Regions from separate parts of the Mus musculus genome. Here regions 2, 3 and 4 are each linked to region 1. Evidence: chromatin contacts called from public Hi-C data. All regions are on one chromosome and are shown on one strand. Each heading gives the region's core, a stretch centred on a gene start, on an enhancer-like site or on the middle of the called end of the contact. The rest is flanking DNA. Distances are from core to core; before and after follow the strand shown.

Region 1 (6,181 bases), core at 1,142-3,641:
CAGCCAAAGTTTGTCCCAGCATTGTATGCTTTTCAAACTTACTTTTTACAAAAACTGCTTACAGCCACTTAATATTTTCCGTAACTCCAAATTTCTTTTCCCTTTAGACATGAAGAGGGTTGGAAATACAGCGTAGTAGTGTATGCTTACCATGTTCATGTGAACCCTTGGTTCTACTTCTAGAATGATAAAAGCTCAACACACCTACAGACATGAGGTATATCAGCATCTATCATGTGTGACCAACATATGCCCATGGGCCACTGGATAGCTGACAATGTGTCCCAATCAACTGCTCTCATAGCCAAGGCCAATGTGAGACTGTTTAATAAAACTTACCTGGGTTGTTGAGATGTCTGAGTGGGTAAAGCTGCTTGCCACCCCACCAAGCCTGAGGACATGAGTTATAACCTCAGGAATGATGTAGTAGAAAAAGAGAACCTCTTTTTGTAAGTTTGTCCTTTGGCCTCTCTGTATGTATATCCTGGTGCATGCACAAACACACACACTCACGTACAAATATACACACAAAGAGACTAAACATAATAAAAACTAAAAGGAAAACAAAAACAAAGCAACAGCAACTATAAAAACATTGAAAAAAGAGTGAAATGTCCTAAGAAAATTTAATCTTGCAGAAATGATTGCTATACAAATATGTCACGACACCATGAACACTAAAGAGGCAATAATAAAACTGTATTAGTCTAAAGAGGAACTAGGAGGGTCCAGAAGATATACAGTATTGAACTGTGACAGATGGAGAAAAGATTACAGACTAATTGTGTGTGTATGTGTGTGTGCTTGTTGAGGGGTATGTGTATATGTGTGTGGTGTGTGTGATGTATGTAAATGGGTGTGTGGTATGTTAATTCGGGTGAGACATTTGTGGTGTATGGTCTGTTTGTGTGTGGGGGTGGGTGGGTGGTGTGTTTTCTTAAGATAGGAATTCTTCCTGTAGCCAGAATGACCTAGACCTCATTAGATAGGCTATGCTTCATTCTCATGATCCTCCTGCATCAGCCTCTCATAGCACTAGTTTTTGTTTGTTTTAGGAATCTAGAAACAACAACTTCAAACATGGTATGTTCAGAGAAAGATGGCAAATTCAATATGGCTGAGGCAGACACACACCTAAGGGAAAAGACCTTAGCAAAATAAATTAGGGAAATGGGGAAGGCCTTATACAACAGTGTATTCTCAAGAACGAAAAGCTGTTGGGGCTGGAGAGATTACTCAGTGGTTAAGAGCACTGGCTGCTCTTCCAGAGGTCCTGAATTCAATTTCCAGAAACCACATGGTGGTTCACAACCATCTGGAATGGGCACCCGATGCCACTTTCTGGTGTGTCTGAAGGCAGCGACAGTATACCTACATTCATGAAATAAATCGACATAAAAAAATAAATAACGAAAAGCTATTGGGGTTACCGAACAAAGTGGAATAATACATTTCAGAGCTAAAGTCAAGAGAAACACACACACACACAGAGGAATAGTGATTTCAAGCCTAGAATGAAAGTTTTAAGAAGAGTGAAGAAAAACACACAAATTGGATTTGGCAACTTAACAAAGGTTTGTGGTGTGATGGATGCCGTGCTACAATACGGAAAGCTAACTTTACTACAATGTAGACTGACAATCTCAATGCAATGTAGTGAGACTCCTACCTACACCATCGGGGTTTGGCTAAAAATATATATTCTCACCTGTAATTTCAGAGTTCAGAGACTGGAGCAAGGAACCACGAGTTTTAGGCTAGCCCGAGCTACCGTAAGACCTTTTAAATAATTAAAGGCATTTTCTGCTTCACCTTAGACCTTCTGCGCCAAACCTCGGGCAAACAGTGGTCACGTTAGGGGAGAATGGGCACCCGATCATTCTGCAAAATCTGGTATTATAGGGGGTAGCTTGAGGTGAAGGCAAGTTCATTAAAAGTTCCCACTTTGGCTTCAGATTCAGTCATCTTAAATGAAAAAAAAAACAATTAACTGATGAAAATCTTGGGAGACTCTCCAGAATCAAGCAGAAAATGGGCAAACAAATCGTGGCGTAAGGCAAACAAGCAATTTTGCTCTACTACTCAGAGTAGTCAAACGAGCACCTAGATTTAAAACATCCGGATTCAGCGCGCCGGCGAGTCACTCGGGACGCTCGGCATTGTGGGATTTGTAGTTCCGATTTACCCTCCTCCAACTACTACAGATTTTCGGTTGTTCTCTGAAATGGACCGGGTTCCGACCGGACCCAGACCTCCGGCGCCTACGCAGAATTTCCTGATCTCACCGTCCCTTCTTCGGCCGGCGATCCAGGGCGCAGAAGGATAGAGGGCCCGGTCCGTGATGCTCAGCAGCCCGACGCACACACTCTGCGTCACCGCGGGCCGCGGCGGATGATGAATTCCGGCGTGTGTGTTAGGGTTGCTGTGTCACTCAGGCGGCTCGGCGCGCCCCTTCCCCCGCGGTCCTTCCGCACCGGCTGACTGGCTCTTCCGGTCTCCGGCGCCCCTCTCCTGCAGGCGGGTCTCGGGCCGCAGCCTGGCGCACGCCGGCTCGGGCCTGTGGACGAGTCTCGCGCTGTGCCCGGGGGCCGGGCTCCGGATCCACGCTGGCCATGGCGAGCGGCGCCTCCAGATACCGGCTGAGCTGCTCGCTCCCGGGCCACGAACTGGACGTGAGGGGCCTGGTGTGCTGCCTCTACCCGCCGGGAGCCTTTGTGTCTGTGTCCCGGGATCGGACCACCCGCCTCTGGGCTCCAGACAGGTGAGCGCTGCTAGTCCCGCCGCCCGCGGGTGGACCACAGGCTTGCAGACACGTGGGAGGAGTGACCCTCCTTCCCTGCCCTGAATCTCTCCCTCTTCCTGGTGTCCGCGCTGCTCCTGCCTCCCTGCCGAGTCCCGAGCTTTGGCTTTTCGGGCGCTGTCTGTGAAACCGACAAGATTTCGGGGGAATGAGTATGGATAGGATTGGAGGACCTGGCTGGCTGTCCTAACTTGACCACTAACGGGCGACTTGACCTTGGACGAGCATCTTAAAACACCTTAAGGGCCTTCAGCTTTGGCAGATAACCCCTTAGGTTTCTTTTAGTCTTTAGTATTTATTGCTGCTTGCGCCCTCCCAGTTTCGGCTCGATGAAAACTTCTGGCTTGCCCCTCGGGCTCCGATCTTAGGAGTTGCTCTGTAGTCATCCCTCAGATTTAAATTTTTGAAGACTATAATTCTCAGTAATTGCTTTACAGAGAATTACACATGGTGTCCTCTCTTGGTTGTCCAAGTTATAGTCTGTTTGGGGAGGAGAGGATGAACCTCCTCAAATGTTATCGTTGTGTAGGAATGTTCTGTTTTTTCGAGGAGGAAAAATTATCATTGCTTTGAAGTTCTGCCTTCAATTCCCCCCCACCCACCCACCCACCCACCCACACACACTCCACCACCACCAAAAATAAATAAATAAATAAAATAACCAAAAAGTTAAAATCCAGCCCAAATCAATATCAGAGGTTGCGTTTAAAGCCCTGATTAGTCGAAAATTTTATGACAGCAAACAGGCTAGTGATTTTGGGAAGGTAAATTGAATTTAGATGATGAGATACATATATATGTATTTCCTGGGGAGAAAGACATCACTGACAGGAGGACAGGTGCTCTCTGTTTACAGAACTTTATTATATTCTCTCGTGAGAATATAGAGTTAGACCGGAAAGATATTAGTAGGAACCTTTTTTTTTTCTTGGAGGTGTTTCTCCTGTGTGTGTGTTGAAGCGGATATCTCTTATTAGATTGAGTAAGCTGATCTTGAAGGGTGGACTGGGGGAACTTTAAAGTGGAAAAACTGTAGTTGGAGAGCTACGTTCCAGAGAGGCAGAAGACATAGTATGCCGTGAGTGCAGGTCCTGAAGGCTAGCAGAAGCCAGGTTGTAGTGTTTATATGGAAAAACACTTGAATTGGGGACTGGAGAGTTGTCTCAGCCGTTAAGAGCACTGACTGCTCTTCCAAAGGTCCTGAGTTCAAATCCCAGCAAACCACAAGGTGGCTCACAACCATCCGTAATGAGATCTGATGCCCTCTTCTGGGCTGTCTGAGGATAGCTACAGGGTACTTACATATAATAAATAAATAAATCTTAAAAAAAAAGAATAAAGAAAAGTCTAAAGGCAAAGCATGGAAGTAGATTTGTTTGATGGCTTTTGCAGTGCAGCCACTGGAGGATGGTAGAGTAGAGTAAGAATGTTCAAGAGCCAACCGCTGTGTTGAATTGGATATGGCCTCACATAGTCTCTTCCAACTATTCAGAGTCTAATATCCTAAACCGCTTAATAAAACTAGGAATAATTATAATTATTGGTGAAAATTGTACCTCTAAAACAGTCCTTGTTCTCATTAAATAAACTTCAGAAATATTGGGGTATAGCACGTAGCTCACTGCTTGGCCTACGTAAGACCCTAAATTCAGTGGCCAACAAATGAAACTAAGTCCAGTAGAAGCATATATCTTTCTAAAAGGATGAAAACATTGGTTTAAGGAGTACCTATTCTAAAGGATGCCTGTTTTTGTAGTTGATGAACCAAGAGAGTGGTGGGAGAATTTAGGAGGTAAAAAGATGGGTTTTAGGGTGGACTTAACAGCTAGATTTTAGCCAAAGTCCACTGAAAAAAACAAAAGGTACAGCTTAGCAGAGAAAACGTGGTCTTATGAACTAGACCAGCAGCCTGCTGTGGTTTCACACGGCTTCAGACCTCTCTAAACTGGCATCACACTAAATCTGACTCCATTACTCTGTCACAGACTTCTGGGTGCGAGAGATGAGGTATGGCTTCAGCATCTTTGTCTTTGTATTGATTGGCCTCTTGAAAGCTACCCATATTTGGAGATACAATTTAAAATTTATGACCTTACATTTTATCTTTCTTGACTCTGCTAGTTCGAAAGTGTCTCCCTCTGGTTAACACTGAGCACCTGGGATCCTAAATCAAGACGGTTCTATGGGGTTAGCTAGGAAAGCCAATTTCTTTTCTCTCCCATCCCAGATTTCCTTTTCTCAGAGGCAATGTTTTTATCTAACTGCTCATTTTGTGTTTTATTCCTATGTCAATGTAAATTGCAGTGTTGCAATATTTATGTGTTGATTTTTTTTTTTTAAGGAATTATCTGTTTCTGCTAGGGAACATTTGAAATTAGTGTTACCTATTTTCTGCCCACCCCCATTTAGTCTGTCTTTTTTTGTATGCTCACCTTTGCTTAGCTTGACTAAATCAGTGTTTATTACTATTTTTCGCCCTCTGGTTTGGTTTCCATTTACTGAGTTTTCTATGTATTTATCTTTTTATATATATATAGTTTAATGTATTTTAATAGCAAACTTACAGGAACAGCACAGAAGACAGACAACATTAAAAACATGTACTTGTATGTAGGACAACTCAGAAAAGTATAGTGAATGGATGGAATCTACTGTGTGATAAAAATGCTATAAACACCATTTAGTGGCTGTTAATAAGAAATTTACTTATTTTTTTAAAAATCCAAATGCTGGCATTGTCCAGAAAATTTTAACAGGTTTATTTATAATTGTTATAAAGTTGAACTGCTCAAATATGTTCACTGAAACATTTTGCTTGCATTAATGCTTTACATCTTGCATTTATATTAAAAATTCACACACAAATGAACGTGGAGAAACGCCAATACCTGATTCTGTCCCCTATGTCTCCACTCGCAATCATATACTTAGGTACCTTTGACCCCATGGAAAAAATATCTAACATTCAGAACTACTGATAACAGGAAGAAGAGGAAAAAAAAATTCTTTTGAGAATTAAATGTTTCCCCTCATAGTGGACTCTTAAGCACGTTCTCCGCGTATGCGGCGTGCTAGCTGGATATCTTTTGGCATAATTGTTACACGTTTGGCATGGATAGCACACAGATTGGTATCTTCAAAAAGGCCAACCAGAAAGGCCCCACTTGCCTCCTGCAAAGCACCAATAGCTGCACTCTGGAAGCGCAGATCTGTTTTGAAGTCCTGAGCAATTTCTCGCACCAGACGCTGAAAGGGGAGCTTGCGGATCAGAAGTTCAGTGGACTTCTGATAGCGTCTGATTTCACGGAGTGCCACAGTACCAGGCCTGTAACGATGAGGTTTCTTCACCCCTCCAGTAGAGGGCGCACTCTTGCGAGCGGC
Region 2 (6,181 bases), core at 2,691-5,190, 8.0 Mb after region 1:
TACAGTCAGTTCCAGGACAGCCAGTGCAACATAGTGAGGCCCTGTCTGCAAAGACAAGACTGAAGGTTCAGACAAATGACATTTTCTACCTTGATGTCTTAGTTTGCCCTCCCTAGATCCATGGTCTTCCATCTTTTCTGAAGTATATAGTATAGCTGTTTTGTGTGTGGGGAGGGTGTGGTGGTGGGGAGACAGGAATTTTGCTGTTTTTGTTCAGGTTAGCTTCAGCTTACAGCTGTCTTCTGCCTCAGTCTTCCAAGTGCTGGAACTACAGATGTTTGCCTAGCTTTTCCTTAATGTCTTTGTTAGACATCTCCCCCGACTTTATGTGATTTCTGATCCAGCTGTATACACACCTTGGTGCTGAGCATGAAAAGTGGTACTAAGTAAGATAAAGAACATTTGGGGGGGGGGCAGGGATTAAGCTTAACAAAATACTAAACAGACATTTTGAAACCTTTACAATATTCTTAGTTATAAGGTATCATCCCATTTTTTTTCTAGCGTGTAAACAGGAATTCTTGAGACCTGTATAAAAGCAAACTATTTCTCCCCCTAGTATACTAAAAAATGTGTTTCAAAACATTTCATTTAATGTGTGAAGACAGTATATATAGATCAGATGCCTGGTTGCTCTAAAGAGCACCCACCTTTTTATGCACTGAGAGCTGGCAAGTTCATGCTGTTAAGTGGAAAATGTCTGTGTTCTAAGGACTGTTCTACATACTGCTGTCTAGAATAAACAATGTTTCACCACTTGTCTGGAATTCCCTGTATTTCAAAAAGAATTATGCCTCAAACACACCACTGAATTATCGCATACAAAAGTACAACTTGGTAAAATAATTTAAGACTCAATGATACAGGTAAGAGTTTTTTTTTACTGGTGTTTTACTCACTAGGATCTAGATTTACAACAGCTTTTATGTTTGAGGCAGGGTCTTGCTATGTAGCCCTGACTGGCCTGAGTGAGAGAGTGAGTGAGTGGTCTTTGTGCCTTTGTAAAATGAATGGCTCCTAGTCAGAGAAGTCTCTGCTTTATCTAACACAGCCCATATGACACTAGAACTGAAATGGAGCAGTTTATATTTGTATTCTGCTTTTAACCATATGTGCCCAATGCAAACTAGGAACCTCAGAATCTTTCCCCACAAAATAAGTAATATACAAACTTGGTATCATGCAATTTCCAGATAAATACAAATGTCAAAACACCAATTTTGCAGCCTTTGTTTCTAAAGTTTGTAAATTTGGAATTACATGTAGAAATAGTCTATACCTAAAATGGTAGTTTTTATTTTTTTGAAGCAAGACCTTAGTATAGTATAGCCTAGGTTGTCCTTAAATTTATGGTAATCATCTTACATAGCCACCTGACTACTGGGATTACAGGGAAGGAGCAAATGCCGAGGTAAAGGGGTGTGATGGAGGCACAAAGGGTCTGGTCAGATCTAAAGTGTCTCACCAGTCATGCCAGCCTCCTCATGTTTTAATGATAGACATCACCATCCATCAGGTTATGAGGCTAGATTAAAATACTTGCATGCCAAGTACTTAATACCTGGCATTTAATGGGCTCAAACTTTGCCAGATGTCACATGCAGTGTTTGGAGGAATGGCATAATCTTGATGCTTGCTTTGTTGACCATTTTGATCTTAATGTAGTGGTCTTACTGTAGCCACAAAAGGAGAGCAGGCATAGTGAAATCACGTCTTGCCTGACTTCAAAGTAAAAGATCAGCACTGGGATTTCACCCCAGGAAGTTCTAGACAAGCATTCTAGCACTGAGCTATGTCCCTAGCATAAGAACTTGTTGGGACTGGGGTCTCATGTATCTCTGGCTAAACATCCCAACAACCTTAAAACACCCAATACTGCCTTCACCTGGGATTACAGGCATGCACCACTAGCACCAGGCTTTTATGTGCCTCTGGTGGTGGATCCCAGATCTTGTGAATTCGTGGCAAGCTATATACCAGTTGAGCTACATTATATAAATATCTAGTCCTTGAATTAGTTTTAAACTTTTTAAATGTGGATGGATGTTCTGCTTGCACCAGCTGTGTGCCTGGTGTTTGTAGAGGCCAGAGGGTGTTGGATTCCCTAGGACTGGAATTACACATGGTTGTGAACTGTCATGTGGATGCTAGGAATTAAACCCAGGTATCTGGAAAAGCAGATAGTGCTGTTAACCAGAGTCACTATTCCAGCCCCTTGAGTCTTTACCACTACTACATCTGCTACCAAGCATTGCCAATTTGCCAGCTAAATGATACTTGAGGATAATCAGAATCTATAAAGTACCTGCAAATTATTTCAAACAACATTTTAAATTGCTAATAAGTTTATTCATGATTGAAACCAAGGAGGATTTAGAAATACATTTTAATATCTTGCTGATAAAATAGTAACATTCCACCTTTGTGATCTGATAATACAGAAGATAACTGCTTTAATACTCTATTATAACCAGGTAACCAGAACACACACACATACACACACACCCACCCACACCCCACCTACTTTAGTGTTAACACCACACTAACTTTTCATAAAGGCCGTCTTGAAGATCTCTACTTGATAGCTGAGTAAATAGCGTCCAATACTAAGACTAGGGAAGAGATGAGATAGTAAGCACACGTTTCAAGCTCACTTTTAAGCACATGACATTATGAATATTAAAGACAAATGATGCAAAAAAAAAAAAAACACCGTAATTCAGCATTTTACTAAAGAGCATTTGGCATTATTTCAACGCATGAGGAGGCTGTGCTTGGGCCCATCTACTCTTTCTAGCTTCTCAAAGTGTTTCCTGGCATTACGAATGTTGATCAGAGTAGCTGCAGAAGGGATGGATGGATCTGACATGACCACCATCACGTACGTGTTTGATGTAAAGATGTCGATGAAGGCAGCGAAGTTAGAATTCCTCACTTCCATGCTCTGGAAAGAAGCGGCCAATTTACTGCAGCTCAGCTTAAACTGCTTGATGATGTTGCTGATCTTCTCAAAGCGGTGCACATCTCGCTGCTCTTTGCACTGGTAGTGGGAAATCACCAAGAACGTAGCTCTCTCGAACAGCAGAACTTCATCAGCCTCAATAATCTGGGCAAAATTCCTTAGGTTCATCTCCAGCTGCTGAACGTTGGGGATCAGCTGATAGACGATGCTGGACCAGGCTTTGTAGAGCGTCTCATCCCAGATGGACGTTCGAAAACAAGCGCACTCCAGCGGGCGAGACAAACGCCTCAGGTCTTCCTCTCGCTCTTTAAAAATCAGGTCACGTTGATCTTCCTGAACCAGATCCATTTTGTGCACCAGGCAGAAGATTTTGGCGTCAGGTGAATTCTGGAGGATGGCTTCCAGACACGATTGGTAATAATGCATATCTTTTTCCAGTTCGCGGCTCTCTACGTCAAACACGTATATCAGAACCTCCACATTACGGAAGATGTTGTCCCGCTGGCTGGTGAAGTAATTTTCCATAAAGGTGTCCTGGCCGCCACAGTCCCACAGGTTCAGCACCAGGTTCCCCAAGAATCGGACGTGGGAGTGCTCCACGTCGATGGTGGCACCCAGGCGCCTAGTGTCGCGCGCAATATAATTTGCAAAGATGATCGACCTCATGCTGGTCTTCCCCGACCCGCTCTTTCCCATCAACAGCACCTTTTTCTTCATGGCTGTATTGGGCATCACCTGCCGGCGTCGCCACGGACTGGGCCTGAGGCACGGCCTAACGGCGGACCGACCAAGGATGGGGACGGCGGGACACCGAGCACCGACCGGCAGCGGAGGCCGTGCACGCGAGCTGGGGGCAGGAAAGACCGCGGCGAGGCGAGGTCTCAGAAAACAGCGCCCGAGGCAATGGCCACAGCCGCTCCGAGCTAGCGAGAGCAGACCAGTGATGTGATCAGCTTCGGCCCGGCCGCCACCCACTTCCCGCCGGCATCTCGCGAGAACTCCGAGGGCCTGCCGCCACCCACTTCCGGTGGCGACATCGCGAGAACGTCGGCTACTCCTTTGAGACCCTTGGAATTCTAAGAAACTGCTTCTTCCATTGCAATCTAGCGCACAGCGAGTTAAAATGAAAGGGCGAGCCCACGCTGGGGTTTTGTTCTGCTTGGGTTGCCCTGGGTCTTTGCAGAAGGGGTCGAGTGAACCTGGGAGGGAGAATGCTGCCCCCGCGTGGCCAAAAGTCCTCACACGCCCACTGCCATTATCACCTCAGAGAGATAATAGTGCTGTAGGCTTGACAATCAGGCAGGTAGAGGAGCGGGGATGACAAATGAAAACCAGCAGAAAGAGATTTCGAAAAACTAATTGCCCAGGGCTAGGCAGTTCCTTACCAGGGAGACATCCTGATTCCTTGTTCTTTTTACCTCAGCTTGAGAATGTGTAATTAGAATCCAAAACTCGAGTAGAGGGTAATATGGAACACCATGCAATAGCTTCGTCCTCACGGTTACCGTGTGAACAACTGTTTTCAAACCTGAGGGGGTTAACGAGTCTGAGTGCCTTAGAAGGTCTGCTCACTTAGCCATAGGCCACATGGCCTCAAGCCTTTAAGAAGAGATAAGCAGTGTCATCCAGTAAGTTGAGGCTGAGTCAGTAGAATTACCAGGGCACGTCATATTCCTAAATTAGGACACTGCATCCTTATTGTAAAGCCCTTTCCAGGTTGTATACTACACTGTACCAATGAAGACATTTTCTCACTTATTCATTCAAAAATTGGATGTTGGGGCTAGAGACATAGCTTATCATTTAAGCCATGGTCTCCCGCACAGATATGGTGCACACACACACACACACACACACACACACACTGCTCTTCCAGAGAACCTGGGTTTGCTTCCCAGCACCACTGTGACTCCTTGAAACTGTAACTTCAGTCCAGGGGATGATGCCTTCTTTCAACCTCTGTGGGCACTGCATGCATATGATGCATAGACACACAGGCAAAATATGAATTTACATAAATAATGTTTACAATATGCAAGAAAATTCAAAAGTGGGCTGGCAAGATGGCTAAGCGGGTAAGAGCACTGACTGCTCTTCTGAAGGTCCTGAGTTCTAATCCCAGTAACCACATAGTGGCTCACAACCACCCCGTAATGAGATCTGATGCCCTCTTCTGGTGTGTCTGAAGACAGCAACAGTGTACTTATCTATAATAATAAATCTCTGGGCTGGAGTGAGCAGAGGTCCAGAATTCAATTCCTAACAACCACATGAAGGCTCACAAGCATCTGTGTAGCTACAGTGTACTCATATACATAAAAAAAGACAATTTAAAAGTAATCATTGTTGCAGGATATTTGATCACACTGAACCCTGAGAGTGTATTGTTTACTAAAAGACAAACAAAAACAAAAAAACGATTTCTAGTTGTGATGTGGCTCAGTCATAGCACACACCTTTAATTCCTCTGGTTAGAATACAGATATGCCCTTAGAACACACTTTTAATCCCAAACAGTGAAGGTAAAGTTAGTTTGTAGAAGAAAGCACCTTGTTTGAAAGTTATGTCTAATTGAGTGGCAGACAAAGTAACAAATCAGAGAAAGATTTGACAGAATAGGCTACACCCAGCTCTCAAGAGGAGAGGGGAAAGAGGTTACATAACCAATAGCAGCACACACACACACACACACACACACACAGAGAGAGAGAGAGAGAGAGAGAGAGAGAAAGAGAGAATCTACCAGGACAGTTACAAAGAGAAAAGGTTGAAAAGAGAGAGCAAGCTAAACACAGGGGAAGGCAGAGGAGCCAGAGACTGAGAAGGAGTCAGAAGATTAGAACAGATTGCCAAAATCAGTATGAGGCCAAGCAGAGCAATTAAGAAAAGGCCGAGAGAGAGAAGCCAGATTGAATCAGTCAGTTTGGAGAGGAGTTTGAGCCAGAACAGCTGAGTTGACCAGCCAGCCAGAGATCAGAACAGGAAAAGGTGAGCTTATTCAGCAGTAAGTCTCACAGGCAGGAAACATTCTAGCCCTAGATTAGATTGTATGGAAGCTAGAAGCTTCTAGGACCTGGCCTAGGTTAGCAGACAGAGACAGTAAGCCTTGGGGATGACAATAGGAGTAGAAAAGATACATTTACAAGCCATTGCTCCCTTTTATGCATTATTTAGTTAGTGTGTGTGCGTGTGCATGTGCACGTGCATGTATGTTGAAAT
Region 3 (6,181 bases), core at 2,278-4,777, 8.0 Mb after region 1:
AAAACAAAAACAAAAACAAAAAAACCTTCTTAACTTGCCTCAGTGCTGGATTTACTATAAAGATTAAGACACTGAATATAGCAGGACTTTCTCTGGACTTCCAGTGGATGGAATAAGGAAATGGAGACTTGCTGTTTTTAAAAGCCTAGGTACTATAGCTGGGCAGTTTCTCAGCTATTATACTCCACCAAATCCTGGCCTCTGTCCCTCCATATGGCCCTTTTCCTGTCTTTCTCCTTCAATCCCATGTCATGCTGGTGAATCCCCACATCTGGTTCTTCTCCCAGAAACTCTCTCTCTGCTAAGAAGTTCTGCCTTTCCTCTCCTGGCAGCTATTGACTTTCATATTTTTATTAAATCAACTAGTAAGTGAGGAAGGTATTACAAAATATTGGGGTAGGTGATAATTTGTAAGAATAACAAAACCAAAATGTGGACAGTACTCAGCTATCTGCTGGTACAGCATTCAATATTTGAATATACAAAGACAACCTTCACACAATGCACGAAAAGATTATATCAACAACTGAATTTGTGAGGTTAGTGGCACAAAACATTGCTGGTCACAAAACAGTATCAAGTATTAAGTAGCTAAATATATTCTATAAACTAAAATATAAATACATATTTTAGTAACTATGAATGTCCTTTTTGCCCAGGTCATGGTCACAAAGTATGATTTCTCACTAAAGCAGGGGTTCTGGAAGAAATGGCTGATTTCAGGTCTGCACAGGAACTGCCCAAAATGAGCCTTCAATTTCTTGGAAATTTGAGTAAGTCCTCATTGTCCAAATAAAGGATAATTTGAATATTTATATGGATAACAAATCCAGCAAATTGAATCCTGTACATCTGTGTAGTTCCACAAATTCATGTGTGAATATATGAGATGTGGAGGGGTTGGGCTTCAAGGTTAGGAGGTTGAGATTATGGAAGTGTTAGAGCAAAATTGACAACATAAAGGGTTTTATACCATGAGCAGAATGGAAGACAGACTTAAACAAGGTCAGTTAACTGAGAGGCTGGGATATTTAAAAAGTCACCTATGTGGATAATAATCAAACACCAAAACTTCCTGTGAGCAATGTCAGATCTTAGAATGAACTCTGGTGCTTTGGAAAGCTTACAGATGGCCTCCTTGCAAACTACAGGAACTTAATTTTACAGGAACTGGTGCTTTTAGTAAGTCAGGAGGCAATAACTGCTTGATATGGTAATGTGAAATATGATAGTTCCCTACCTCGAAGGACTTGTTATACAAGGGATGTTCGAGAAAGAATAGCCAGAAGTTCAGGGTGCTGGAAGGGGAAGCTGTATACTTAGGTGAAGGGAGCCTCCTAGCCTGGAGAGTGTAGTGGTGGAGTCATAGAGTAGGACTCTGGTGATGGCTTTAAAGTCTGAGGTCTTGGGGCTTTCTAGCTCTCTAACTGTACTGAAATGCTGATGATAACTTCTAAAACGTCCTTCTGAGGGTAAAAGACTGCTGGTTTAGGTGATTAATAACTGTAGCCTAACAGCAGAGGATTAAACAATGTGCCTTTGTTCCATCTCGGCAGGAACTGCTGGGCTCTAACTTTCAGCCTGCTAGTCAGAAGTCACAGGAAGAAAAAGGGACACTTAGAAAAGTTATTATAGCATTTATTACTAAGTTGTAAAAAGTTTCCTATGGAAGCCATCTAAGGGGAAAAGCGAAAAGATCCTAAGTGGGAAAAGGAAAAGGGAAAAATTCTTCTAAGGGGGGAAAGGCAAAAAATTCTAGTCTAAGTGGGGAAAGGCTTTAAAAAATTCTTCTTTCTCATTTGTCTTCAGTACCTATACATCTTTCAGAATACATGATCACAAAGTTCACACAAAAAATCAAATCATAAATTGAAATAGAAGTTTACAATAGAGAATGTCTACATTCGTATCCATTAGGAATAATTTTCTGGCTAAACATCCATCACCTGTCTCAGCTCCACAGGTTCACTGAAGGTTTAAAACCATAACTAAGTTATTAGTGAAGTTTTGTATAGATAAACCCAGTCAATATTTTATCTTCTGTCCTAGCACCTATAATAAATCATTAGTTCCCTTTATATGACTTTTGGTTAATTGTTTTATCACCTCTTGGAATGTGCTCTGAATAGGAGAAAATCTGGTTACCATCTAAGAACTGGTAACATGTGGAAAATTGGCCGAGTTCTCATTGCAGTTTTGACTATCAAAAACGACTTAATAGGAGTCCCAGTAAAAATGAGCTTAATAATCACAGATAAAATTTTAGGAATTCTTATAGGATCATCATGATGACTTAAGTCATCTATTTGTCTATATGGCATCACTACAAGACAATACATCTTCATGGATCTGCAGAGATCTGCTCCAAAGGGGTGTGCTACTACTTAGTGATTGTTATATATTTTTAATAATAACAGGAAAAGCAATATTAATAGCAGGAATCTTCCCTAAAATGAATTCCTTACAGCCTTGCTTAATAAGGGTGCACCTGTCGCAGGTCATCTAATAATCCGAAGTAGACCACTTCAGGATGATGCTTGTCCCATTATGACTCCTGACACTCAGCAGAGAGACAGACTTTGTTGTAGTTGTTATTCGAGATAGGGTTTCTCTGAATAGCTCTGGCTGTCCTGGAACTCACTCTGTAGACCAGGCTGGCCTGCAACTCAGAAATCCGCCTGTCTTCTCCTCCCAAGTGCTGCCCGGTGAGAGACAGATTTCTAGTACAGCAAGTTGAAGTATGGCTGGTGGTGCCTCCCACAAAGATGGAGAGCATTCCAGAATTAGGAATTCAGGGTCATCTTCCTTTGGGAAGGGAGTTCAAGGCCAGAGGAGGCTAAAAGAAATCTCGACTTGCAACCTCCACGACCAAAGAAACATTTGATAATAAAAATTTTGCCAAGCACTCTAGATGAGGTGATCAATGAACAACTCCATCGGCCCCTGTGACTCTTGCCCATTAATTCATATAGTAGGAAGGCAGGTACAGTCTTCGACGCCAGACTGCGCTACATAAAGTTAGAGCTACATAGCAAGATCCTGCCTTTTTGGTTTTGCTTTGTTTTATTTCGAGACAGGGTTTCTTTGTGTAGCTCTGGCTGTCCCGGAAATCAGTAGTGTTCTCGAACTAACAAAGTTCTTCTCCTCTGAGTACTGGGATTAAAGGAGTACACCGCTGCCTCCACCGGACAAGACCCTGTCTTAAAATAAAGGAAAAGATGATTTGTTTAGGGCCATACACCTGCATCACTCACTATAAGGAGCTACAATGTAGCTTTTACTGAACAGCAATCACAACCCGAGCAACAGAAACCTAAAACGCAAAGAATCCGGAACTAAGGCCGGGAGGGCTCTAGAAAACACCCGGTTTCCGGACCTTGGGGCAATTGGCTGGTCACGCAATGCTTTGTGGGTCTTATAGTTTCTCTCAGGGACTTCATGTGCCCGGAGACAGGGATGCATTGCATGGTGGGAGATTGAGTCCTCTTAGGAAGACCAGTCCCGGAAGTCGGGACTGCGCCTGCGCCTGCGCAGTGTAGTCTTCCGCAAGCGCGGGAGTCTTGGTTTGCGTGGAGCGCTGCAGTCACTGTCTGTTTTTCTGGGCGCGTTCGGCCTTTTGTGGTGGGATGGCTCTCGGAGAGGAGGCAGCGGGCGGCCGCCGCAGAGGGGTTGTCGTCACCCCGGGATGCCTGTAGGAGGGGTCCAAGGGTCCTCACGGCTTCGGTGCCTTCGTTTTCCTCCGTCACAGTCGCCCTGCCCGTGGAAAGCATGAGCTCGGCCCGGGACTCCGCTTTCGAGAAGCAGCATCTCTGGATGTACCTGCAGGCGCTGGGCTTGGATCCGAGCTCCAGCATCACGTTCGGCGGGAAGATGGTGCCGCACGCGCACCTTGGAGAGTAAGGAGATCTGGGGCGGTGGCGCGGTCCTTGGCGTCCAGTCACTGGCGGCAGAACCCTGTGGTGGGGGACTGGTCGTCACCAGTGTAAGGGATGCGGGTGCGGGACGCTTTAGAGGCGTGCTCTGCAGTTGAGGCACAACGGCGGGCCCGCTTAACCCTGCCTTCGTGGTCTGTAGTTGGTGGGAGGCGTCGGGGAACTATATATGCAAACATCTTATAAGTAGTTAACTGTGGGTTTAAACTTTGAATCCGAACTAAAACATGTTACAGCTAGCAAAAACATAATAATGTGTGGGAATGAAAATCAAAAGCCGATACCCTTTCCTTTGCCACTTCAGTTATGGTTGCGATCACAAAAAGAAATACTTTGTTTATATTTGTATACTTTAGACACGAGCTTCCGGTTTCAGGCCCCCTTTCCTCCTTATAATTTAATGGAAAGAATGATTCTATTATTACTATATCACCATCATCACCATTATTACTATTTTTTTTTTTCGAGACAGGGTTTCTCTGTATAGCCCTGGCTGTCCTGGAACTCACTTTGTAGACCAGGCTGGCCTTGAACTCAGAAATCCGTCTGCCTCTGCCTCCCAAGTGCTGGGATTAAAGGCGTGCGCCACCACCGCCCGGCTACTATTATTTTTATTTTGAGACAAAACCCCCCTCTCTGTAGTAATGGGAGGTGTGCTGGGATTTTAATTCCATCGCCTTGCTCCTCCAGATTGCTGTTTTGCTTGCTTGTATGTCTTGTGTGAGGTTGTCAGATCTTCTGGGACTGGAGTTACAGTTTAGATCTGCCATGTGGATTCTGGGAATTGAACCCGTGTCTTTTTGGAGGCGCAGACACTGTTAGTAACCTGAGACATCTCTCCAGTCTCAATGAATTTTGTCTTTTGTTTGATTTTTGTTTTTGTTTGTTTGTTTATTTTTCAAGACAAGGCTTCTGGACCTCTTTTTGTGGACAGGCTAGCCTTGAACTCAGATACCAGCCTGCCCTTGCCTCTTATGTGCTGGGGATTAAAACGTCCCACCAACCATCCCTAGTTAAATTAACTTTGTTTTGTTTTTTGATGCTTTAGACATTTTTATGCAACCTCAGTTAAGTAGGTATATGATAGTATGCAATCATTCACTTGTAGTAGGTTATACATGTTATTTTAAAGCAATTCCATGGCATACATGTAATTTTACTATTAGGGACGAAAGTAAATTTGCATACTAAAGGATGCTCCCCCATTTTTTTCCTTTGAGATGGATGATTATATACCATGGCCTCCAGCTCTGTTTGCCTCTCTTGCTTAAGTGTTGATATCATGTTAACTTTTGGTTGATGCATTTTCAGAAACTTTTGCTGCTGTTACATTTCAGCCCTCACATAACTATGCTACCAGAATAGGGTGATGAAGTTTCCAGAAACAGGGCTGGCTGGGCATGACGGTGCATGCCTTTAATCCCAGCACTCGGGAGGCAGAGGCAGGTGGATTTCTGAGTTCAAGGCTAGCCTGGTCTACAGAGTGAGTTCCAGGACAGCCAGGGCTACAGAGAAACTCTGTCTCGAAAAGAAAAGGAAAGAAAAGAAAAGAAAAGAAAAGAAAAGAAAAGAAAAGAAAAAAGAAACCGGGCTGGAGACAGTTTCTGTTATGTTCCTCATGTTCCTCACCAAGGACAAGAATAATCTGGGGATAGATCCGTCATCTGTTGCCCCCATCTATTTAATTGTTATCTTTTTGTTTTTCTTCAATTTTTGTTTTTTTTTTTTTTTTTCCAAGACAGGGTCTCACTATTTAGCTCTCTGGCTGTCCTGGAATGCATTATGTAGACTGGGTTGGCTTCAGACTCATGAGAGATCCATTTGCCTCTGTTTCCTAGGTACTGGGACTAAAGGCATGAGACTCTGCTCCCAGCTGGTCTTGTGCTTGTGATAATCCTCTTGCCTTGGCTTCTGGAGTGCTGGGATTGATTGCAGGAGTGTGCCATTGTGCCTGCATGTATTTTGTCAGTATAATTTCAGTTCTAATGGTTGTGTTAATGCACCTAGGTATCTTATTTTTAATCTCTCTCTCTCTCTCTCTCTCTCTTTCTTTCCTTCCTTTTTTCTTTCTTCCTTTCTTCCTTTCTTTCTCTTCCTCCTCCTTTTTCCTCCTCATCTTCCCCTTCCTCCTCCTCTTCCTTCTTTTTCCTCTTCCTCCTTCTTTTTCTTCCTTTTTTTTTTTTTCTTTTTTGGAGAAAAAGGTTTTAATATCTCAGGCTGGTCTCAAACTCCAGATATGACCTTAATCT
Region 4 (6,181 bases), core at 1,750-4,249, 5.5 Mb after region 1:
CTTAGGGCCTGATGCCTTTTACAAAGGTGCTTATTGCCATCAAGGAAGCTCTAATAACCATGACTTAATCACCTCCAGCCAGTCCCATTCTCCTCTAACAACCAACACCTAAAGGTCTTTTCTGCCACTCCCAGGACCCTGACAGCTCCCTCATATTACTTAGTCTTCCAGCCCCAATACAAGACAAACTTAAAGAAAACAGGGATGCTGTTTCACTCAACTGTGCATTCTCAGAGCCTGGCAGGTTTCCAATAAGTATTTTTTGGGTAGGATTCTGCCGGTAGACAGATTACATCGAGATCATGAGCATTATACTGTCCCTACAAAACGGGATGCTTTTCATCTGAATGGTCTATCCTATCTCTTAAACCAAACGGTATTGAATTTAAACTCGAACCCCTGGTAATATTTCCATTTACAAAGGAAGGTACCAGAGTTAGCATTAACAGAGCAAGCACTGAGCTGGGCGTGTGACATAAAGCTAACAACAGCTCAAAGTAGGAGTGATCAGCACTGGCCTCCTAGCAGAGGTCCCTAAGAGAGTCCAGGCCTCTCGGGTCCAGTGTGGGAATATTCTCACTGAGGTACACAATAAAACAGTTGCTTCTCAGAAACGGATGGAATGGTGCATGCCAAAAGCCACCTGCTGGACACAAACGTGCCTCCTATACAGTGGTTTTCCGCAGAGGCGGCCTGCGTATGCACGCAGCCCCAGCTCTCTATTTCCTCCCCACTCAGAGGAAAGCAAATGAAACTATTGTTTAAGGACCAAGAAATATCTCACATCTACTTGCTGGGAGTGCCAGGCTGTAAGTCTGTCATTATCTAGGAACCTGTACGAGACACGTTAGCTGATCTGTCAGCTTCACATCTGTAAGAAAGAATCGTTATGTTCTTATGATCTCAAATGAACAATCCATCCATGCTACCTGATGTCCAGATAAAATACAGTGTGTGTGTGTGTGTGTGTGTGTGTGTGTGTGTGTGTGTGTGTGAGAAAGGCATTCTCGGCTGGCTAGTGTTAACCCCGAGTTTCCCTGTGTCTGCCTCTCTATTGGCAGGACTATGGATGCTGGTGTCTGCCACCAGCTCCCCAGCAAGGGTGCTGAGGGTCCAAATTCATGTTCTCACACTTGGGCAGCAAGCACTCCAGAGACGGAGCCACTTCACTCTCGCGCTAAGATATCGTTTTTATAGGTTATTTTGCTCTGGATAGGGACCCTTCCTGTTTTCTATGTGGGGTGCTGCCTTAGCAGTTTGTGGAATATGGTGTTGGCATCATGATTTTTTATTAGCAATGTTCTCACCTGTTGCAATCTCAAGAAGAGAACTCAGCAGGTATTCCGAGCACCATTTATATCTCTAAGTTTTATTTCAAAAGCTTGCCAAGATAAAAAAAATACATATCATTCAATATTTACATAGCTCTTTCTGCTCTTAAGTGGACCACATTCATTTTGCAGGGAAACTGTGTGTTGGGCAGAAGGCTAACCAGATTAAAGCAAATTCTTTCTGTTGAGATATGCTGGTCCTTGCACAGATAGTATTATCCTGACTGGACTGATTAAGTGTGAAGTTCTAGCTATTTGGTTTTACTCACATTGTGGGACAGAGATGACAAATAGATCTATCTTCAAATCACAGGCCTCTACCTCAGTGAAATTTCCAGCCCACAATATGTTAAAATCTCCACTTTATAAATAAGTACCTACTGTACCTTGCACATGAAGACCCTTTCTGCCCCGTTCCTGCTGACTGGAACCATGGCTTTCTATAAATGTAAATAATCCTTTTCAAAATGGAGAAAAGAAAAAGTTGGCCCCTATGACCGAATGCAGCAACCTCACCCTGAGTGGTTCATGAAGCCCTGCAGGGCCCCAGTATACAATGCCCTGGCACGCTGAAGGCTAAATGCAGAGATGGGCCTCTTGCAAGGGCATCAAACGGCACTGCAGGCAATCAAAAGGATGCCTGAAGAAAACTGTGCACTTCCTGTAGCATGGGTCAGAAATTCCTAAACTGAATCAAATTAACTGCGTTCTTGGCTAATAATAAACAGCCTAGAAAGGACTTAAACACCAGTGTTTCCTGGGCTCCGTTATTCCACTCTCTACCCATCAATCAGGATGTGTTTAAAACTCCCCAAGGGAGGCTCACTCCAACTCTCAGAACTCATGCTCTCATCTGGCCAGCTGTTCCCGGCGCACAAGAGTCCCTTGTGTCCAGATCTCTGGGGACCTAAGGCCTAAGAAAATAACTCTAACTTTCAAGGTTGGAAAGCGGTTTATAAGACAGAGGCCTCCAGTCTGAGAGCGGTCCGCGCTCTGTTTCAGTATTTAAAAAGTCTCAGAGCTCCCTCAGCTCTGCGCTGCCGAGGTAAAACAAAGCAAAAGGAAATCTAAGTTTGGAGGGGGAAATGAAGCCGAAGCATGCAAAAGAGCAAGTGCCAGCTCTCCCACGTGGGCCTAGTCAAAGTAGCGGAAGCTTAAGTCCCGTAAGACTAGAGGGACCGACGCAGCAGCCGCAGGAGCTGAGCCACGCGCCAGCTCCCGCCTGGGGGGGAGTGGTACTAAAAGAGGGTGGCAGCGGGGCGCAGTCCCCTCCATCATCCCGCTCCCCCTTCTATTACCCCACTCCCCATCAGAGCCCCGGTTACCACCGCTCGGGCCCGGAATGCAGATGAGTTCAAAGGCTGGGGACATCGGGGTGGCGCTGGGTGCCGCGCGCCCTGTCCCCTCCCTGCTGAGCGGTGGGTGGGGGGCGCTCCGGCTGGGGACACAGCCTGGAGGCTCGAGAAGGAACCCTGCAGGGCTGGCCCATTCACAGCTTGTAGGGTGATCTCACCTTCACCGCCGTGCAGGCGGAGCCCGAGGCCATGTCTGCACCAGGGAAGTCCACAGCGGGCCGCAGCGTGGGACCGGGAGGAGACTGCGGGGCCGGCGTGGCGCGGGAGTGAGCAGTGCGGGGACCCACGGGCTCTGGCTCCTCCTCTTCCTCCCGGGGAGCGCGGGATTGGCTGTTCTCCTCCACCCTCCTCCTCAAATCAGGTTCCCGCCTCCCGTCCCTCTTGCAGAGTTTTCGGCTTCTCGGGGCTTCTGTTGTTACTGTGCAGCCTGATGGCGAGTCTATGATCAAGATAGAAAAGCCACTTAGGATGTGCTTGTCACTTTGTCTTTTAACTGTTTCACAAGAACATGGTGAGGTAGCGCATTACTGCCAGTTCTGCGGCGACTTGGCTGCCCCGGTGGCCAGGGCTGTAAAATCAGGGCCTGCCGCATTCCTGGGCTTTGGGGAGGGCGGAGGGAAACTGAAGAGTGCTAGCTTGAGATTCCCGCCCCCCACAGCTCTGATTTACAAACTGGTTTATTTAGCTTCTGTTTGGCGGGGAGCTTTTAAGGAGGCAGGACCCTCCCCAACACCCAGCCTGATGCTACCAGCAAGGGGCATTTTTAAAATTCCTTTATACAATGGCTAGTGATGCAGATTTGTAATCCCACTCACTCATGAAGTCTGGTCAGCAAGCAGTATGGCAAGTTCAAAGTCTTACTTGGTTACAGAGTGAGTTCAAGACCATCTTGAGCAATATTAAGAGTCTATCTCAAAAATAAACAGAGGGCTTGGTATTTAGCTCAGCACTAAAGTGTTTATCTAGCATCCAAGGAGACACTAGCTTCAATCCTCACTCCAATAAAATAAGCAAAAATTAAAACAAAACTTTCTATGCCAGGGCAGCATACGGTACAGCAGGATTCAGGTCAGGACCTGTGTCTCTGTGATGCAATACCAGCAAGACCCACTCTGACCCCAGCGACCTTTCCCCTGGATACTCTCTCTGAGAGGCCCTATCCCTTCTCTACTAGGACAATTCATTATAGCCTTTGATGGTACAAGCTGCGCCAAACAAAATGCTGGGCAGCAGCTATCTTTTTTTTTTTCTTAGTTTATTTCATTATTTATATGTATGCACACACAAATACCTGCAGGTGTGTTTGTGTTTGTGTGTGTGTGTGTGTGTGTGTGTGTTTGTCCAGAACCCAGCCTGAAGCTGGAGTAACAGGCAACTGTGAACTGCCTGATATAGATTCTGGAAACCGAATTTACCTCTACAAGTGCTCTTAACCCCTGAGCCATCTCTCCAACCCTGGGTGACAGCTATCATTTTTTAAGGTTTATTTATTACTATATCTAAGTACACTGTAGCTGTCGTCAGATGCACTAGAAGAGGGCATCAGATCTCATTACGGATGGTTGTAAGCCACCATGTGGTTGCTGGGATTTGAACTCAGGACCTTTGGAAGAGCAGACAGTACTCTTAACAGCTGAGCCATCTCGCCAGCCCTGGGTGACAGCTATCTTAAGGGTGGTCCCCCGAGATATAGAAAAAGCTACAAATTTCTCTGTGGTTGGGAAGGAGCCAAGGAAGGAGATTCTGTTTTCTTCTTCTCAGCAGTGTTAACTGAAAGTTCCCAGAGAAAAGGTACCCTCGACTCGCATTCGACGAGGCCGATGAACTAATCAGGCTTGTGGAGAGTTGGAAAGTTTCTGGCCCAGAGCCTACCTTGCCCTGTCTTGCCCCACTAAGTGGTACTTACTATCTGCCTTTCTGTGTGCCTTATTGTCCTTGTGCCTATTGGGTAAATCTTTTGGAGTGTACAAAGCTAGCTCCCACCAATCCCAAAGGCGAGCCTCATCGGTAGCATCTGCAGCCTACACTCTATCCTTCCCTATAAGTCACCTGTGTGATGTTTTCAGGAATACATTCAAAGTGTTTTCCTGTGTGACTTTTGTTGTTGTCGTTGTTCCGTTCCTATGACAACTTGGTGAAACTGTTACTGTCCTGGAACATAATTTGGGTTGAACTAAATCTGTGTTCCCTGCCCTGGCCACTCATGCTTGGGTCCAAAACAAGTTCTCAGACTGTCTTTGGTGTGAGAGCTGGTGTTTATGTCAGTAGTAAAGCAATACCCGTACACCTCCATTTAATGAATCTCCACCTTCTGTTGGTGTGGATGCTGCCTGATGCTGTGTAGACCCATTCGTCGCCATTATCCACTCTGTGTCTAAGTTTTCTCAAGATATAAACATTTCTTCTGTTACAATCATTTTAGGTTATAAAATACAATGGAAAGCTGGGTGTGGTGGCGTAAGGCTGTGATTTTAGCATATAGAAGACAGAGGCAGGAGGATTGTAACTTTGAGGCCAGCCTGAGAAACATAGTGGGATACTGTCTCAGAAACCTAAAAACTAAACATAATGGCAGAAGTGATACAAAAATATTAGGTTAGGATGTGGTAGTGAGCTGGCTCAGTAGGTAAAGGAGTTCGCTGCCCAGCCTGATGTCAGAGCCCAATGAGGAGACTATAGAGAGAACTTCTTGTGTTTTGTATGGATGTATCACCTGTCAATTAAAAAACCTATGGCCTATAGGAAATGGTAGAATAGAAAGTGGGACATCCCAGAGGCAGAAAGAATTCTTTGATAGAGCCAGGCAAGGGAGGTTTGCCCAGGAAGAAGTGACTAGACAGACACATGCTACCCAAGCACAGGTAACCAGTCACGTGACAGAATGTGGTTTAAAACAATTGGGTTATTTAAGTTATGATCTAGTCAGACAAGACCCTAGCTATATGACCAAGGTATTTGTAAATATATTTGAGTCCAAATCTTTTATCTGGGAACATGGGGCTTGGAGGAAAAACAAGACCAAGCTACTACAGGAGACGAGAACCAATTTCTATGGATTGTTCTTTGACCTCCCCATGAATGCTCAAAGATACACACACACACACACGTAATCTACTACAAAAATAGAAAAAAAATTAGGAGCCTGAGAATACTGATGGATGAAAGTACTTCCCTAAAGGCCTCTCAGCTGATGGATCTTTTGGGTCTTTGGAAGCCTGCCACTCAGTGTGGACCCAGTGCAGAGCATGCAGGAGACAAGGAGCTTTATGGCCGAGAGATAAGATGGATCTTATCTGCCCATCCCCCCTCCATCCTCTCACAATTCCCCCCCCTCTTCTCCTCTGAAAGAGTGGAGGCCTCTCTGGGTATCTCCCCACCCTGGCACATCAAGTCCCTAAGAAGCTAGGCGCATCTGCTCTTTGGTTGGAGGTTCAGTTTCTGTGAGCCTCCATGAGCCTGAGTTAGTTAATTCTGTCGGTTTTCTTGTGGTGTCCT

What was found. Hi-C and Micro-C count contacts between places; a contact is called where the count stands out from the background.
Region 2: a contact with region 1 is called in a Hi-C map of regulatory T cells, with 8 times the contacts expected there. The contact joins the promoter of Rraga here to the promoter of Plaa in region 1. A contact is called at or near these places in 3 of 484 Hi-C or Micro-C datasets (B cells, CD4 T cells and regulatory T cells).
Region 3: a Hi-C map of CD4 T cells shows a contact between it and region 1, with 5 times the contacts expected there. The contact joins the promoter of Haus6 here to the promoter of Plaa in region 1. A contact is called at or near these places in 1 of 39 promoter capture datasets (pre-B cells) and 1 of 484 Hi-C or Micro-C datasets (CD4 T cells).
Region 4: a Hi-C map of regulatory T cells shows a contact between it and region 1, with 7 times the contacts expected there. The contact joins the promoter of Mtap here to the promoter of Plaa in region 1. A contact is called at or near these places in 1 of 39 promoter capture datasets (pre-B cells) and 2 of 484 Hi-C or Micro-C datasets (CD4 T cells and regulatory T cells).

Annotation. Positions count from the first base shown.
Region 1 is chr4:94,599,457-94,605,637 of GRCm38.p6, reverse strand. Plaa (phospholipase A2, activating protein) reads left to right here and starts at 2,391. Exons shown (of 14, transcript NM_172695.2): 1 at 2,391-2,761. The coding sequence starts at 2,613. It overlaps Gm12657 (predicted gene 12657), which reads right to left. Exons shown (of 2, transcript NM_001081019.1): 2 at 5,319-6,181. The coding sequence ends at 5,843. It also overlaps a transcript of Ift74 not described here.
Region 2 is chr4:86,573,432-86,579,612 of GRCm38.p6, reverse strand. It overlaps Rraga (Ras-related GTP binding A), which reads right to left and starts at 3,940. Exons shown (of 1, transcript NM_178376.3): 1 at 2,328-3,940. The coding sequence starts at 3,694. The coding sequence ends at 2,753. It overlaps Haus6 (HAUS augmin-like complex, subunit 6), which reads left to right. Exons shown (of 17, transcript NM_173400.3): 17 at 1-758.
Region 3 is chr4:86,609,401-86,615,581 of GRCm38.p6, reverse strand. It overlaps Haus6 (HAUS augmin-like complex, subunit 6), which reads left to right and starts at 3,527. Exons shown (of 17, transcript NM_173400.3): 1 at 3,527-3,896. The coding sequence starts at 3,769.
Region 4 is chr4:89,134,188-89,140,368 of GRCm38.p6, reverse strand. It overlaps Mtap (methylthioadenosine phosphorylase), which reads right to left and starts at 2,999. Exons shown (of 8, transcript NM_024433.2): 1 at 2,845-2,999. The coding sequence starts at 2,877.